Regions from separate parts of the Mus musculus genome. Here region 1 is linked to region 2. A link is a contact called in public HiChIP or PLAC-seq data. All regions are on one chromosome and are shown on one strand. Each heading gives the region's core, a stretch centred on a gene start, on an enhancer-like site or on the middle of the called end of the contact. The rest is flanking DNA. Distances are from core to core; before and after follow the strand shown. Region 1 has its middle 23 kb from the start of D030024E09Rik. Region 2 has its middle 120 kb from the start of Gm24696.

Evidence for each region. HiChIP or PLAC-seq counts read pairs in DNA pulled down with a chosen protein or histone mark.
Region 1: an HNF4G HiChIP or PLAC-seq map of pancreatic cancer cells shows a contact between it and region 2. The contact joins two enhancer-like sites. A contact is called at or near these places in 1 of 15 datasets of contacts at CTCF or cohesin (the NIH/3T3 cell line), 1 of 484 Hi-C or Micro-C datasets (nephron progenitors) and 1 of 115 datasets of contacts at active chromatin or transcription factors (pancreatic cancer cells).

What each region holds. Positions count from the first base shown.
Region 1 is chr15:61,795,792-61,799,447 of GRCm38.p6, forward strand. No RefSeq gene overlaps it. Among named protein-coding and RNA genes, the nearest start is that of D030024E09Rik, 23 kb to the left of the region's middle. Within about 2 kb of position 2,235, at least 10 of the 459 cell types and tissues checked have an H3K27ac peak or open chromatin away from gene starts, as enhancers often do. A contact at or near this core is called in pancreatic cancer cells, where this site is marked.
Region 2 is chr15:61,480,070-61,483,700 of GRCm38.p6, forward strand. No RefSeq gene overlaps it. Among named protein-coding and RNA genes, the nearest start is that of Gm24696, 120 kb to the left of the region's middle. Within about 2 kb of position 2,007, at least 24 of the 459 cell types and tissues checked have an H3K27ac peak or open chromatin away from gene starts, as enhancers often do. A contact at or near this core is called in pancreatic cancer cells, where this site is marked.

The DNA.
Region 1 (3,656 bases), core at 985-3,484, 320 kb after region 2:
TGCCACCATAACTCCTTTGAGGGCAAGAAGAGACACTCCTTCTAGAGGAAAAGTAAAATAGAACTTCATTCAAAAAATGTAAGGAGAAAATTTCCCCAGCTGTGGATGCTGAGAAGTGATGAGAAGTAATTTACACTGTAGGAGCAGGGTCAGCACCTGTGCACATGTGAGTTTATGAGACTCACTCATTTGCTGTGTTCCACTCCTGCCTGCCTTCTTGCTCCTGCTAGCACTTGTCATGGAGGGCCACCTTCCTTTTTCAGAATTCTGAGGCTAAGCAGGCACAAAAAACTCCTCCCTTCTCCCTATCTGATTTCTTCCTACCCTCCAGAGGGGGTCTTTGTAGAGTAGAGCCCCCCAATGCTGCTACATTGTCTAAATAGTATTGCTCAACATCCTAAACCATGTGTAGAAGCCTTGGTAGTCATACTAGTCAAGGTAGCCCAATTCTGACTTGTGTTAAGACTACTACAAATGCAGATGTGGATGCTCACAGTCATCTATAGGATGGAACACAGGGCCCTCAACTGAGGAGCTAGAGAAAGTACCCAAGGAGCTAAAGGGGTCTGCAACCCTATAGGTGGAACAACAATATGAACTAATCAGTAACCCCAGAGCTCGTGTCTCTAGCTGCACACAGAAGATGGCCTAGTCGGTCATTATTGGGAAGAGAGGCCCCTTGGTCTAGCAAATTTTATATGCCCCAGTACAGGGGAACGCCAGGGCCAAGTGGAAGTGAATGAGTAGGGGAACAGGGTGAGGGGAGGGTATAGGGGACTTTTGGGATAGCATTTGAAATGTAAATGAAGAAAATATCTAATAAAAAATGTAGGGGGGAAAAAAAGACTACCACAAATGTGGGCAAGTATCAAATGGATATAGGTAGAAAGTGGCATCTAAGGGGCTGGAGATATAGCTCTGTAGTCCAGGGCTTGCCTGAGAAGCACAAGATCTTACGTTCCATCCTTTATCCAACACACACACACACAAAAAAGAATATGCACAGGTAACATTTTGCACACAATGAACCTTAGCCCCGTTTAACAGATGTTTACGCTGAGCCTATTCGAGCCTGGGCTTTGCACCTCATAAAATGAACCAGTGTCTTTCCACTCTCTTCTTCAATGTAACTGCATCCCAGTAGAAACTGCAGAGGAACAGATCTAAGAGGACTGGCTTTAGCTTGGGCAGCTTGGTTTATATTCTGTCTCCTGAGAAGCACGATCTTAGAGAAGATATTTCACGCCTCTTGGTCTCTGTTTCTGATCCAGGAGATGAAGAATATGGCAACTTTCTCATAAACAAGTAACAGTAACCCCAGAGTTCCCTGGAACTAAACCACCAATCAAAGAAAACACACGGAGAGACTCATGGCTCTAACTGCATACGTAGCTGAGAATGGCTTAGTTGATCATCAGTGGGAGGAGAGGCCCTTGGTCCTGTGAAGGTTCTATGCCCCAATATAGGGGAATGCCTATGCCAGGAAGCAGGAGTGGGTGGGTTGGTGAGCAGGGGGAGGAGGGAGGGAATAGGGGGTTTTCGGAGGGGCAACTAGGAAAGGGGATAACATTCGAAATGTAAATAAAGAAAATATCTAATTAAAAAATGATTTTTAAAAAAATTTAAGGCACAGAATCTAGCATAGTGTGAGGGTAAATCCATGTAGCTTAGAAAATTAAAATAAAAAAAAACCTATTCTTCAGCTACAAGAGAATTGAAGGTCAAATCTCAAAAGATGAGCATTATTGCAGATTCTCAAGTGGCTAGGCATGTCTATCTCTGGCTTCAGGCCACTCAAGGACACATAGTGAGACCCTGTCTCAAAATACAACAATAAATTTCCAGAAAACACCTAAGTTTGGGTAATGATGGGCTGAGAATCAAATTCTGACACTTAGTAAACTGTTTGTCCTTGACTACCGCCCTTCAAGTCTCGGGAGCTCGGTTTCTTGCATTTGGGGTGAATTGGTAATAATACTTTTCTCACAGTACCAACACACACAAGAAAGCAGTATTAGCATCTGGCAGAGTGTCTGCCCTAGCAGATCAAAGTCCCTTCTCTCCTTCCTGGAATGTATGAAACATTTAAATCTAGTTCCAGATGCCAAAATTATGACTCTTCAGCCCTAGAAAAGGATTGATTGTTCCATTTAGACTCTTTACTGTATGTTCACTAGATTAGAGGCCATTCCAGAACTCCACTCCCAGGTGATTAAATAAGGCAGGAAAACTGTGGGTCTGATTTGGCTGTGGCTTCAGGCCAGTTGGTGGTAATTTGACTAGGTGAGTCCAGGCTGCAGCACATAGTGATCTGGCCATGTTACAATCTGCAAACGCTTGGAGTTCCAGGCATTCTGAGCAGTGAGTGAGCTGACTGGTAGAAAAATCCCCTGTTGTTGAGCCAAAGCAAAGAGCCAGGGAGCCTAGTGCCTTGAAGACTTAGTAGCATCTTGGCTACTAAGTCTTCATGAAAAACTGGGGTCTGTTCTTCTCTCTTTATGAAACAAGAGGCAAAAGTCTTCTGTGTCACTAAAAGCCAGAAGCCAGCAATCTGGGAAGGAAAGAACTCGGATGTTGCAAATGGTCTCAGTGTTCTCTGCCCTCAAGAATGTTCTATGGACTCCTTTACCTAAATTCGCATGTGGATTCTTAATACTCACAAATTCTACTCTCTTACTCATTCTTTTATTAGTTAATATTTTTGTATGTGATGCTGGGATGTGAACCTTTAGCCTCATAAGTGCTGGGTTGATGCTCATTAGCACTATAGACCAAATTTCTTTTTTTGTTTTCTTCTTGAGACATGATATCACTAAGTTGCTCATGCTGGCTGGCAACCTTCCTGTTGATGAGTAGCTGGGGCTTCAGGCATGCCCACCAAGCTCCATTTCTACCTTCCTTTCCAACGACAGCTTGCAAAATTTCTATCAGAGTCCTCCCCTTGGAGACTATAAAGTCAGCATCTCTTACCCACTTCTTATACATCTCCTTTTCCTCCCAGTAGAATGTCTACCATATTCATCTGGTTGTTTATTCTGTTATTTATAGAATACCTGGTCTTTGCCAGTCAAGGCATTTTACCCTTTATGCCTTGTGGACTCTTGTAGCCTTGCACATGGAAGACAATCCAGCAAGTGACTACTGAAGTGAATTAAACTTGTCCAGCATCCATCTAATAAACTGGTGTGTAGATAATACATTAACAGAGTCCCTATGGCCAGCATAGCACCAGTAGCATAACCCTAAGTAGAAGCTCATATTGCCTTAAACCTTTACCATTAATGCAATAGCTGTACCTACATAGATGACTGAATCTCAAGTATGAACCCAGGGCATCTTAGTTGACTTACTTGTGTTCAAACCACTCTTTTGAGAATCAGCAAGAAGGTTCAGCAAGTCAAGGCCCTTGTTCCCAAGCCTGATTGGGAACTGTGATTCCCAGTATCCACATTGTAGAATGAGGCAACTGACTATTATGAGTTGTTCATTAGCACCATGGCTCACACAAGCATGTGCACATGTATACATATATACATTCATTCATACATACATACATGTAATTTTTTAAAAAGCTAAATCAGTCTGTTTGTTCAATTTTCCATCCAGAAAATATGGCCTCACCGTCCCTTACAAGATAGCTAAGTGTTTTGCCATAA
Region 2 (3,631 bases), core at 757-3,256:
TTGGAATTCCTTTCAATACACCTTTGAATTGAAAGACAGTCATATGTATGCCTTCTTGGAGAGATTAAGTTTGTTGATTTCATTCACCACATTAATATATGTAGCCTGTATTACACAACTTTCTATACCGCTAATGGGATGGCATTTGGAAGGAGATACATTTTGATCTACATATCCGTACTGAGTAGGCTTAGATAAGATTAGAGGATATTGCAAAATAGTTAGATAGAGACTTAAACTCAGTGCCTTTTACAGTGCAAGTTCAAGCTCATCAAAGTTGAAAGTCCAAGGAAAGCTGGAGGCAGAATCTCAAATTGGGTGGAAAGTTTTCCTCTCCTGGCTTCAATCTGAGGGTCTGAAAGAGATGGCAAGACACTAACAAAAATGCCTGGGCTTACAAAGTTCAGTTTAGCAATCTCAACTGAGAGGACATTTGCTCTTTCCTAATCACTTTTAAAAAACAAACAAACAGGAATGCAACTAAATAAAAACTGACTTTGATCATACACCCACCTCCAAGCCAGTCACTACAAGATGTTTTGTAGTATTGACCAGGACTGTGTAGTGTGTTCATTCCAAGCTACACACAAATAAAACCAGTTTCTTCCAAACTACACAGACACACACACACACACACACACACACACATATATAGAAAGAGAGAGAGAGAGAGAGTGTGTGTGTGTGTGTGTGTGTGTGTGAGAGAGAGAGAGAGAGAGAGAGAGAGAGAGAGAGAGAGAGAGAGAAGAAAGAGTAGCTCTGCCAGATCCCAGTTCCCTCAAGAGATTAAATAAAATTAGAGGGATTTCAGAAGGGCAAAGTAGTGGATGATCCTTTTCAGTGAATAATAGATTCTCATATCATGCAGTACAGTTTTTTTTTTTTTGGAGCCCTACACATACCCCTGAGCTGTTATTATACCTGAGATGCAAGCCTAACCCCTAGCACTATAGTCCTTTCCTAAAATGTTGGGATGTGTTTGCCCATATGATGCAGGTGAGCAAGTCCTACCTAATTCTAGTGTAGGAACTAACTCTTCTCAGTTAGTAGATTTAAGCTGGATTCTATATGTTGATGAATACATATCTCAATTCCTTCACACACACCCCAAGTTTGATAACTCTGAGGTGTATACACCAAGAACTTTGGTTTTTAGCAGAGTTGGGCTCCAGTTACTTGAATCAATAATTTGGCTTAAAAATATACCCTGTATTGATTTCCTGCCATTCTCTGTGACCATTCTCCAGGTATCTATCTTATATACTAGAAAGGCTTAAAATTTTAATTTTAAGTCAGAAACAGACAGAAGGGATGGAAAAAGGAGGGAGGAGAAGAAAAGGAAGGAAGGCAGGAAGGCAGGAAGGCAGGAAGGCAGGAAGGCAGGAAGGCAGGCAGGCAGGCAGGCAGGCAGGCAGGAAGGAAGGAAGGAAGGAAGGAAGGAAGGAAGGAAGGAAGGAAGGAATAAGGAAGGGAAGGGAAATCGGCTGCACTATCTTTAGAAGCACTTAATTAAAAATGCAAGAACAATTTCGGAGGCGATCCAGGAATAAAATGACTATATTGAAGAATCCATGGGTAACCTGCAAGGTTTTTTGATTGCTACGTCAAATCATCATGTTTCATTTGGAAACAACCTACCCTGTGAATAAAGGGGAATTTTAAGCCCTTACTTGAGATTGTGAAATATATAGCGACAAAATAGAGTTCTCTATAGAACTACATTCAGTGGTATTTTTCTAGCCATAAAATGTGTGACTGTTCACCTTCACTTTTGAAGTAATACAATCATATAAAATGAAATTCTCTGGTTCTGTTCTTCCGCTGCTGGGGAAGGACTCAAGGTCACAAAAGCGTATTATCTCCTTGGACCTGAGTAAATGTCAACACTTACCATCCACCCAGGCAGAAAAGGAGCCTTCACAAGGGAGCCCAATAAAGCAAAGCAACACATGGCTGCCCTGAAGAAGTAGGTGAGAGGGTGCCGTCATCTGAAGTTCTTTGTGTCGGTTTGGACGCATGCCCAGTACACAGAAGTGTAAAGGAAGTGATTTCTCTCAAAATAAACACATCACTCAAGAAAGATAAAGAAAATAACTATTTCGTCCTTTGATGTGTGAACGAAAGCATGTCATGTGGAATTTATTCTCATGAAGTGTCTTTATGTCCCCTTAGGTTCTTTTCTTCCATCTCACACATAAAAAGAGTAAAAACAGACAAGATTTGTTAAGTGCTAATTATGTGCTCTGTTCATTTAAATAATTGCATTTACTTATCCCTAGAAATATAATCGGTCCCATGTTTGTTGTCAAAATATTACAGGTAAAAAAATCTCTAGTGTCCCACACAGTTAGCATGTCATCACAGCAGTACACTCAGATTTCATGAATCAAGTAATCCAAGCTAAAAGAGGGTAAATAGGCTAGCTGGCCCTCACATCACTCTGAGAGGCAGCTTCCCTGGCTCCAGTGGGGAGCAACAACTGGATAGCAAAGGCACCAAAACTCTATATTTAAAACAGTGGACTGCTATTTCTCAAATGCTCACAGAGCACTTCAGTAGTTTTGCTGAGCCCAGCTTAGCTCACGAATGTATATATAAGCAATCCTAGGTTGGCTAGACAGCACTGTCAATCTTATTTGTACTCACATGTTTTAGGGCCACGTGACAACTGGCTGACCTAAGATGTCCTTGGGTGAATGAACTGGGCTCAGCTTTACTTGATCTCATTCTTTTGATAGCCAGTCTAGGCTTGTTTTCATAGCAGTGATATGTTTCCAAGAAAGAAGAAAAAATTGTCACTTGAAGTCAAAGCCCCATTGTTCTGTGTATGACCATACATTGGCTAAAGAAAGTTACATGTCTACTTTGAACTTTAGAGGCAGGCAGGGTCCTGTGTCTTGATGAAGGGACTATATAAATTCATGTTTTTAAAAATGACACATGTACCCAGGAAGGATACAGAATGTCAATCAACCCACTGTTGATGTTTTTATTTCTATACATGCTTTTTTTTCCCCATCCTAACACATGTCTCTCAAAGATCTGTAAGTACTCTCTGCTTTGTTTTCCTGAGCCAATGGATTGGAGAGAGAATAGATGTACTGTCAATTCTAAGAGACATCCTTGAGCCCTCCAAATAGTGTTAGTCATCTTTCCATCACTATGACAACACCCTTTTCCTAGAAATACCATCCAAGGAGAAGATGCTTTTTGTGGCTTACAGTTTGAGAGGTGTGGGGCCATAGTCAGCATGCTCTGGTACTTTAGGCCTCTGGTTGGCAATACATCATGGCAGGAAGCATGCAGATTTTCTCCCATCATAATAGAGAAGAGAGAGGAAGAGGAGTGGGGGGGGGGAATAGGAAGAGAGATGGAGGTGCTGACATTCTTTCCAAGGGCACACCCTCATAAATTACTTACTTAAATATGTTACTTATATAAAATACTTCCATTATTCCTACCATCTCCTGACCGTTCACCATGTCTCAAAAGGCTGGGAAACAAGCTTTCAAGAATGAAGGACATGTGTGGTCCAAACAATAAATTAACTCCATCCCAAAGGCAACTTTTCCAGGTTCCCTAGAGATCAGCATCCAGATACCACATAGGTCCCAGGATAGGAGCTTACCTC